2 separate regions of the Oncorhynchus kisutch genome follow, and region 1 is linked to region 2. Evidence: chromatin contacts called from public Hi-C data. All regions are on one chromosome and are shown on one strand. Each heading gives the region's core, a stretch centred on a gene start, on an enhancer-like site or on the middle of the called end of the contact. The rest is flanking DNA. Distances are from core to core; before and after follow the strand shown.

The links. A called contact is a pair of places that touch in the nucleus more often than the background predicts.
Region 1: a Hi-C map of liver shows a contact between it and region 2, with 3 times the contacts expected there. The contact joins the promoter of LOC109869045 here to the promoter of ift122 in region 2. A contact is called at or near these places in 2 of 2 Hi-C or Micro-C datasets (liver and muscle).

Annotation. Positions count from the first base shown.
Region 1 is chrLG24:27,843,497-27,848,588 of Okis_V2, reverse strand. LOC109869045 (plexin-D1) reads left to right here and starts at 2,049. Exons shown (of 36, transcript XM_031803458.1): 1 at 2,049-3,425. The coding sequence starts at 2,202.
Region 2 is chrLG24:27,691,873-27,696,847 of Okis_V2, reverse strand. It overlaps ift122 (intraflagellar transport 122 homolog (Chlamydomonas)), which reads right to left and starts at 3,590. Exons shown (of 29, transcript XM_031803971.1): 1 at 3,405-3,590; 2 at 2,978-3,044; 3 at 2,796-2,880; 4 at 2,624-2,702; 5 at 2,388-2,464; 6 at 2,203-2,269; 7 at 1,972-2,118; 8 at 1,110-1,185. The coding sequence starts at 3,463.

The DNA of each region.
Region 1 (5,092 bases), core at 800-3,299, 150 kb before region 2:
TATGTTGCATATATTACAAGACCCATGTATGACAAATAAGCCTACCTCAACACACACACACACGTGCGCGCTTCGGTGAGGTGTCACGAATAATCGAGTGTAACCAGAACGCAGCACTCTTCGTTGATATCTGATCCTTGACAGCAGTGACCCGTGATACCCCCTCTCTCCCCAGTCTATTTTCCCGGTCCCTTCCCACTCTCACTCTTAGTGGGGCATTAGGGAGTGTGTTGGAGGGTGTGTGTGTAGGCTTAGGCTGTATGAATGCGTGGTGGAGACTGTTGGTCCTGCATTGCGATCAGTCAGCTGGTTCCTTATCAGACCGCTTTCCTGCCCCTCCGCGCTGGCGGATTAGATGAGCGTGAGTGTGGTCCAACGTAAACACGCATTGACCCCAGCGGTGTTTATCAGCGCAAATAACGTCGCCAAGTGGTGATGGGAGGCGTGCACTGACCTGAGAGGAACAGAGCTGGCCCGAGAGATATAATAGTTCCAGCAGGCTTTGATACTGTCCAAACTGGCATGACGCATGGGTTACAATGACGCATGGGTTACAATGCGTCGAATAGAACAGAGTGATGGCCATCACAATTGGTAATTGTATTTACTTTCTGTGGGCCTATTTGAACGGTTTTTGAGAGAATAAATCCATGGGTAGCCTAATCCAAAATTACGGGCTCTCAATTTGCGCTGTCACTTTTTGTTTAAAGTCCCTTTGAGATTTTCAATGTTCTCTCATTGCGTAGTTGTTCACAATAAGCACTTAATTTGTGTTTTGGAAAAAAATTGAAGTTTAAAGGGGCAATCAGTAGTTGAACAATAAAAGACAAATCAACTTCCCCTGTTTCGCAAAAACCAGATGGATGGGGCTGGAGAAATGTAACCACTCTCAAATTCATAGACAGGGCTATGGATGCAAGCACCGAATATCCATGATATCAACATTATACAGAGTTTCTTTATGTACTTTGTTTACAAACATTGGAGTTAAAAAAGCGTCGGCTATATTTTGGATTGTGAGTGGGTACGACAGTAGAACTAAGCTCATGAGCGTGGTTACATACCTCGTCTAACCTGAACCCTCTGTATATAGCCTCGGTATTGTTGTTTTGTGTAACTTCTTTTTAAAACTTTAGTTTATTTAGTAAATATTTTCTTAACCAACAATGCAGTTCAATAAATATAGTTAAGGGCTTGAAAGTAAGCATTTCACGGTAAGGTCTACCTACACCTGTTGTATTCGGCGCATGTGGCAAGTAACATTTTATTTTGTATTTCATTTAAAGGTTGTATTCGTCAAGAATCATTAGGTACATATGAAGTCCAAAAATGGATCTAGCAACAGCAGATTTTCTCTTTAAACTTAATCACACATTTTTGAGAGGTGCACATGTGTTGCTTTAGAATATTTATGAGGCGCAGACCCAAAAGCTCTGCTAAATAGATGTGAATGTCAAAAACCGGAAAGGTGCGCTGTGGTGCCCATCTGGTAGCACTTTCACGTAGCTTACCCCCACCGTATGTGCGCAGAGCAGACGGAGCCCTCGGCGTATCTGCAGGCAGAACTAATCTGAAAACCAAGGGACCAACTGGCCGCAGGAGATGAGAGCAAGACCCGCCATTAACCCTAAGAGGAGCGGAACCATAGGCTATACATTCTTCTCAAATTATTATTCCCCCTCAAATTCCTCTCAAATTATTATTTTGTAAAAATTATTTTATTATAGTTTTATATACATATACATAGAGAGAGCGAGAGAGATCATTAACAGTAATTACACCATTATTGTTCTGCCTTGGTGTGTGGATGAACATTACGCAAATAGCCTACAATTAGCATGCACCAATCGCAACAATGAACTTTGACTGAACACATTTTAAAGTATGAAATTCCAAGTTGTGGGCCTATATACTATAATAAGAATTAATGGGGAGTTTGGGATTGCAGCCGCTGGGAGCGGGGCTGTAGGTGGAGTGGGCAGAGAGAGGGGCAGCAGACAGCTCTGCGCGCTCAACTCTCTTCCGCCGTGAGCTGCCCTGGGAAAATGAAGCACGAATCTTATTGCGTCACTCTGTGTTTGGATTTTGAGCAGGAAACAGCATTTCCTCTTAGATTGTCGCAGTAGGAACAAACACATTATTTTGTCCTTACTCAATGCACCCCTCCGCACAGAACACGCGGAACCCGGCCAGAAGGAAAAATGCCTCCTTCGGAAAAGATAGCAGTTCTGATTCTCGGCGTTCTGGTGCTAGAATCGCCCTGGAATGCCCATCACAGCCTTGCCAGCGCGCTACAGATCCAACAGGCGTTCGCCTCTCAAAACCAGACAAATAACTTTGTGGTGGATGAGGTTAGCAGAAAAGTCTACCTGGCTACGGTAAACATGGTGTACCAGCTTAACGGGACCCTGAGCGTAGAAGTGGAGAAGAGAACGGGGCCGGTGGAGGACAACCTGTTGTGCCATGCGCCGCAGCTGCCCCAGGCGCCCTGCGAGCACCCCAAATCCCTCACCGACAACTTCAACAAGCTGCTCGAGCTGGACAGGGAGCAGGGGGTGCTGGTGGTATGTGGCTCGGTGTACCAGGGCTTTTGTGAGCTCAGGAAGATGGAAAACATATCGGAGATAGCCGTGGAGTTCCCCCCTCATGGCGAGAAGACCGTGTTCCCCAGCATGCTGAACATCGCCGCCAACCACCCTAACGCCTCCACCGTGGGGCTCATCTTCAGGAGCCACGGGGGTAACACCCGGCTCCTCGTCGGGGCCACTTACACCGGGGCGGGGACCCAGTTTTTCCCCAAGAACCACAGCAAGGAGGACCTGCGCTTCGAGAACACACCCGAAATCGCAATTCGGTCCCTGAACATCAATGATTTATCCAGGCTGTTCACCTATGACATCAACCCGTCCGAGGACAACGTCTTCAAGATAAAACAGGAGGTGAAGCAGAAGAATAAACTTAACTTCGTTCATGCCTTCATTCAGAAGACCTACGCTTATATTGCTATCAACAATGACGCGAATATGGGCCACAAGCAGAACCAGCCGAACAGCATCCTTGCAAGGATATGCCTGGACACTGAGAACACACGAAAATCCACATCGGAAAGCCGAAAGCTCACTGAGTCCTTCATCCAGATGCCGCTTCAGTGTGGATATAATGGAAACATCTACAACCGGCTGGTCTCCGTTCACCCCGCGGCAATCCACTCCGGGAGCGGAGAGGGGCTGGAATCGCACCTTTTCGGAGTGTTCACCAAATCAGACAGAAAGTCTGCCCTGTGCGCTTTTCGGTTCTCAGATATCGAGGAGGAGATCCGTCAGGGCCGGAGGAACTGCTCAAACTCCCCCAGCAGCGATGTGCAGGTGCTGGACAGCGTCATCCAGGGTTCGGGCGCAGCATGCGTACACAAAGGGAACCTTGTGGTAAGTGAAGCATTTTACACTTCAGTGAGATCTGTATGCTTATTCATGTTTGAGAGACTTGGTTGGAACTAATACTGTTTTGTATTATTTGATTTAGCCTAGATAAAGTTAGCATCCACAATTACGCGCAATACGGCGCCGTTCGTTTCCCCAGTTTGCATAATGTCATAAAAACATTGTTACATTTGTCTAAAATATTTATTTTAAGATGTATTTTATTATTGGATTTGCTTGTATAAATACATATTTTCGCAAATATGTTGCTTTTGGCAACTTGGTATGACAGTTTGAATAATGAATCACCCCATATCATTTCTAGGGGGAAAGCTCCGATGTCACGAGCGCAGCCCAGGGCGGCGATTGTGTGAAGAATCTCCCAAAGCTCGCGAAGGTTATGGGAACCGTGCAGGGAATTTCTGTGAAAGTCACATCCGCGCCAGCTCATTCGTGTTTAGGCCTACAGCCTATTGCATGTTGGAGAGGAAGAATGGATTTATGTATTTACATTTTTTAAAGAAAACTTTCGTTTGCCATCGATTACACAACACATGAAATTAAAATGACATGCAGGCTAACATGTTTTTAAATTTCCCTGGGCAAACTGATTACTTCTCTCAGAAAAAGATAGTAGGCCTATTTATTTTATGAGAAGCAGAGTTAAATAAATCGAGATTAATCAGTGTTGAATCGTGTTGTGTCAAATAACATATCACATTATCTCATATTTTATGCATGTAATTCAAGAAGAAAAGTTTATTCTTATTCATTTACAGATCATGTCTATAAAGGCGGTTACTTTGACACTATAAAGCCCCTCTCATTATTTAGGCTAAAGTGCCCCTATTAATGGAAATGTGTCTTAACATGAAAAGTATTTATGCCGCTCGCGTCATCTGAGGAATGTGAAATTCCATAGTTTAATTGTGGTGAGATTGACAGATCGCTAGTTGTGACAAACAGGCTGTCTCCAGACCACTGCGTTGACAGTCAGGTCGTAAAGATGCGGGGCTGTCCTATGAGCGGTGTTGTGTCGTGCTGGCCTGCGCTGTAGGCTCCGGTAACCAGATTAGAAATCTCGACCGACAATCGTTCTCCGCCTGTGTTTCCCCGAGGCCTGCAAATCTGCAGCTTGAAATTGTTGTGTTTTTCGTGAAGAATGTCAGCATTGCCCCGACGAAGAAAGGGTTTTCTTGCTTTTGCTTTTAGTCTGCGGTGACCAGGGAAATCTGATATATTTGTAGCGTTTCTGAGGGCCCTCCATTGAAGGAAAGCCAAATATACAATTTATGATAAGCACAGAGGTCGAGAGTGGAGCGGCTCGTGGGAAAGATCTCTCTCTTGCTCCACTTCACTGTGTTCTTCTTCGAGTCCTTACTGTTCCTTTGCCCTCCAAAAGACTATGGACATTCGCTTGTGGAAGTCATCCAAGCATTCGAATCAAATGGAATGAATGTTTTGATATATACTCAAGTTTTCATTTTCACATGGTAAATGTTGACAACAGGCTACTTACTGTATAACAGGCTTTCAGCTGTTCTGAACATTTAGAGGGAAAATGGCCAATTCTCAAGAAGACATAGCATTTTAGCTTTTCATAGTGTTATAATTACATAATTATTACAGTGTAGCCTACTAAAACATAAGTGTCCAATAATGGTGTTACACTG
Region 2 (4,975 bases), core at 2,341-4,840:
ACTTTCTTGCTTCTAAATAGGCTCTATTGTGCTGGCACTTGAAGTCCTTTTGCGCAACGTCATATCAGTTCCCCGACTCTGTGCATCTGTTTCTCCTCACGCTGAAAAATAACCGCCTGACAGTCCATTCTTTTACCCTGAAATAAAACCCTTTTGGACAACCTCCCTTTTTTCATTACAGACTACTCATAGCACGGTAATCAAACCAGCATGTTCACTTACACTGATAAACAGCCCAGTGACAACACATGAGACTAAGGTTCCATGGCAGGGTAATGAAACAGTGCATATTTGTCTGTAATTACAATATTACCCAGGGGGATATGGGGGAGGAGTAGTGACGGAATCATTATTAAATGGCCAAACAGGATCATTTCCAGTGCAGTGTTACGGTTTCAATAGTCCCTGACAGGCTAATTGCAACAGAAAATACAGGGATTAAAGGTCTCAGACAGTGGCCTCCTTAAGTGGTTTATGTGTTATCGTGGATGAGTGATAGCACCGAGGCCATTGGGGTTTCGTTGACCAATCACCGGTGCCCATCTGGGAGCACAACCTAAACCTGTGGTCATAACCTCTTGATCTGTAACCAATTCAGTGGTTAGAGTGTCCGTCCTGCGATTGGAAGATTGAGAGTTGGATCCTCGGGCCGAGTCATATCAAAGACTGTAAAAATGGGACCTAATCCATCCTTGCTTGGCACTCAGCATGAGATAGATTGGGGGTTGCGATATACTAACGTCCTGTGTACTTGGCTCATGCTCCTGCTCCCATGAGCTGTTTCGGCTCATACAAGTCAAGACTCATGAAGCGCTACTTACTTGATCTGTATGTAACAACTTTGTGTCCTACACACCAATGTGCTACACAGTAGTTTCTATTAAGCAAAGTTGCTCTTTTCAATATCTTTCACCACCACACCGTTTTATTTTATGTTAGACATGTAGACTATTTATTCATTTGCTGTGGAAACAAACCCAAAATGTTTATCTAACATGTTCCCACTATCCAGATGGGCCGGAAGAAGGCAAAAACATTTATTAAATTCCAGACGCCTGAAGTAAATGTTGGGGAGATGGTTCACGGACATGCGTTTTGCAGACACACACCTGTTTTCCACTGAGCTGGTAGAAGGATAGCTTCTGCCCCCAGTCTGCCACAGCCAGGATGTCATTGTGCTCATCCCTAAGAGAGACACTCCAACATGAATTTATATTTTCCACTTTAACATTCTGACAATTAAACTGGATTTAGAAAGATTTCAAATCTTATTCACCCAAAAGGTACATTAAACCCTACATCTCACTGGTATGGTAAAAGTAAGTGTCCTATATCATTGTGTTGCCTCCAAACAAATCTAGACCTAACCAAAGTATTTCCCTGAGCTTTGGTGTTACCTTTCTCAATTTCTCTGTCCTCCCTCTCTGCCTTCCCTACCTGAGCTGGCTGAAGTGGTCTGGATCAGAGAACCCTCCCTGCAGCATGGGCTCCTCCTCCTCTCCTTCAGGTCTGTCCGTCTCTGCTCCTCTTCCTACCTGCCTCTCTCTCTCCAGCTGCCTGCCTAGCCCCAGGACCTCTACCCTGCTACTGCAGCTCTGGCTGTAGGCGGTGTCAATGACCAGGCACAGGGGCTCTGGCATGCTGCTGTCCACATCCACCGCCTCGTCGTCCTCTCCCTCACAGAAGGGCATCCACTTCCACCAGTCCCTGTCAGAGCCTGCCTGGTCAAACACTGACACTTGCTGGCTGTCTACAGGTCATACACTGTCATTCTCTGATTTTCACTACCATGCTTGTTTCACATTGTGAACTGGCAGCTTAAAAAGACTCAATACAGAGAAATATCACTCAGAAAAAAACGTATTATTGTTGATTTCAAAAGCAATAAACCTTTACTCTCCAAGACATTGCACACACAGGTTTAAAATGTTTTACACAGCAAAAGGCCCACATGCGAGGTGAGTGACTCACTTGGAGGGGTTCCATGCGATGGACCAGATAGGAGAGGAGGATCCTCCTGGTCGCTCTATTTTCACCTTCTCCTCTCCGTTCTTATTCCTGATGCTCACCACCCCGTTCATCATGCCCAGGGCCAGGTACTGACCGTCGTTGGTCCACCTGCGCTCAAAAGGATTATGACAATACTGAACATAAGAGAGGCTATCCAAACAAAAAGGAGAGCAGCAATTTCTCAATACTCACCCACAACATGTTATCTTGCTGTTGACTTTGTGCTTGGATACAGATTTCTGTTCTGGGGACCACAGACCTAGAGAGAGAAACAAATTATACAGATGCTGCTCTTATGACTGCATGTCTTCAACATACCTTTCAACCCCTTCCCTGTAGAGGTGTAGAGGACAGGACAACCCCAGTGTACCACTCACCAAAGTCCCCAGAGGAGCAGGAGGCCAGCTGGTGGCTGACTGGGTTGTAGGCAACACACTGGATGGAGTCATTATGTCTGAGGAGCAACATACAAACAAAATATGCATAGTGAGTGAGCCAGGAGTGACCTCAACAGAACATAATGCTACTGATAATGTTGTAATGTGTGTAATAATCATAGAGATCCTATTAAATTATTCTAATTCCTAATTCTGTAGTAATAATGATCACTCACGTATATTTCAAAATACCCTCCAGTTTAGATGTCCAGATGATGATGCTTTTGTCAGCAGAACCTGAGGCAAACCGTTTCCCTACAGAGAAGCACAATGTGAGACCCAACAGACTCGTGTTTGTTAATTGGGAACATCCAGATTGGTGTGTTAAGAGTGTACTGTACTAAGTACCATCTTTGGCGTAGGCAACACAGTACACTGTGTCCTTGTGTCCTTTCAGAGGCTGAATGAGAGTTCCATCTGATGTGTCATACACCTGGAAAGACAATATGCAATACTTATTGTATGCAATTCCACTCTCCTCAACTTAGCTATGATTCGAAAACCAATGGCATCATCATCCCCAAACTCACCAAAACACGATTCCCAGCTGCCACAATAAGCTGGCTGCCATCTGGTTTGAAGGCAAGGTCGTAGATACTAGGGAGAAAATGTACTGCAATCACAATATGCTGAAAAACTGTTTCAATTATGCTATTAAGCCATAGGTAGCTGCTCTGCTAGTTAGCATTAATGTTCTAGCTGTGCTTAGCCACGCAAACAGATTACCTAGCTAACTAGCAACGTTATCACTCGTTAGTAGACAGATCATTTATTTTAAGATTGCATGAAATGGATAGTGAAAATCTTAGTAAACAAAGATAGTTTGCTACAGTTGGCTAACTAGCTAGCTAGCCAGCCACTGCGGGAGTTTACATAGTAACCGCCGTTGCTATCAACACTCCCAACTGTGCAACATCAGGCCTGTTGATAAAACTGTAAATGCAAAGGCTAGATTACCATTGCTCAACTTTGTCGCGATCATGTACTTTGTCAATCCACGTAGGAACTGCCCTCATTTTGCCTTTTTAACAAATTAAACAGATACACGTTAGGTTGTTCAACAGGTTGCTGTCTTTTCGTGGGGCCGAGGATCGTTTACATGGCAGGACCTGCTTGCTTGCTTGCTTGCTTGTGCGCAGACTCCCTTCTCTCTTTCCTGTCCTCCTTCCTGTGTTCTGCGCATGAGTCAAGCAGAGTCGCTCACAAAGTAGTTCACAGAACTTCATACAGCACAACGGCAGATACAATTTATCCAAATATGTTGATGTCATGTCCCCGAAATGCCTAGCACCCGACAACTTTATTAAACTTGATCATTAAGTAATATGCAACATTTTTCTAGAACAGCATGTGATGATGAGGCATGTAAACAAAACACAGCTGTCAGATCAAGCCTCTGCAAATGCATTACTTAGCTAGTTAGTTAAGTTAGCTAGTTAGTTAATAGTCACCTATTTTCCCAATCCCTATAACATGATGGACAGTGGATTGACTGTTCTAATTCATATTTTTGTTAGTGGCAGCTAGGTATAGAGCTTCAACTCCAGATAGATTGAGAGAGCAACATCATGACTGAAGATGAGAGGGAGGACTGGAGCATGAGGATCTCAGCCACATGAAACTCAACAGGGGACAGTCAGCTCCATCACAGGCTGTGAGAGGGACAGTCCACTTTTGACAAAAGTTGTGTTTCAACCTACTGACACCAACAACACGGTCACAACCAGGCTAAAAAAACAATGACCTCAACACAGAGAACACCATCACTGACAGACACTAATCCTGATGGAGAGGCAGACGCTATGGCTGTTCCTGGTTCAGATATGACAGTTAGAAAACAAGCTGGGTCCAATCCATCATATGCTCTCATTCTCAAGTCTTGTTGCATGTAAACATCACTGAAGTATGTCTGTATCTTACTGTTAGGGCTAGGGGCTAAGTGCTTTTCAGAGTGAGATCATAAAGTCAGATCAATAATTCCACATGAGGTGACTGATCTGTCTACCTCTGCAGTCCCCAGGGACAGAGGTTCCGTCCAGAGTGTCTCATCAAGCCTTCCTCCTTAAAGATGGCGGAGGGGATCTACAGATAGACAACTTTGATGTCACAACAGCCAGGAGTGGCAGTGCAGCTGTGACCCCACAGCCCAACCAGGACAGACAGAGGAATGGTCATCAGGAACACACACGTCACACCTAAGAGGTCACGGATGACAGGTAAAACACATACAGGCAGGACACAGAGGAGAATATGGAAGAGGGGGGTCGAATATTACGCCTTTCTCCAAATAACACAAAAAGAGCCTATTTCGCAAAATCCTACAAGCAGAGAACTCAGAGTTAGAGGAAAAGGCACTTTGTCAATTCAGTATACCCCTGACAGACCTCCCTTGGCCAGGTGAATCACAGACAGGCAGCTGGGAGAGACACAGAAACTGGCCACACATCAGACACCAATGAGGACATTAACGAGAGAAACATACAAACCTCTGTGAGAAGGGGTGATGATGATGGTGATGACAATGAGAC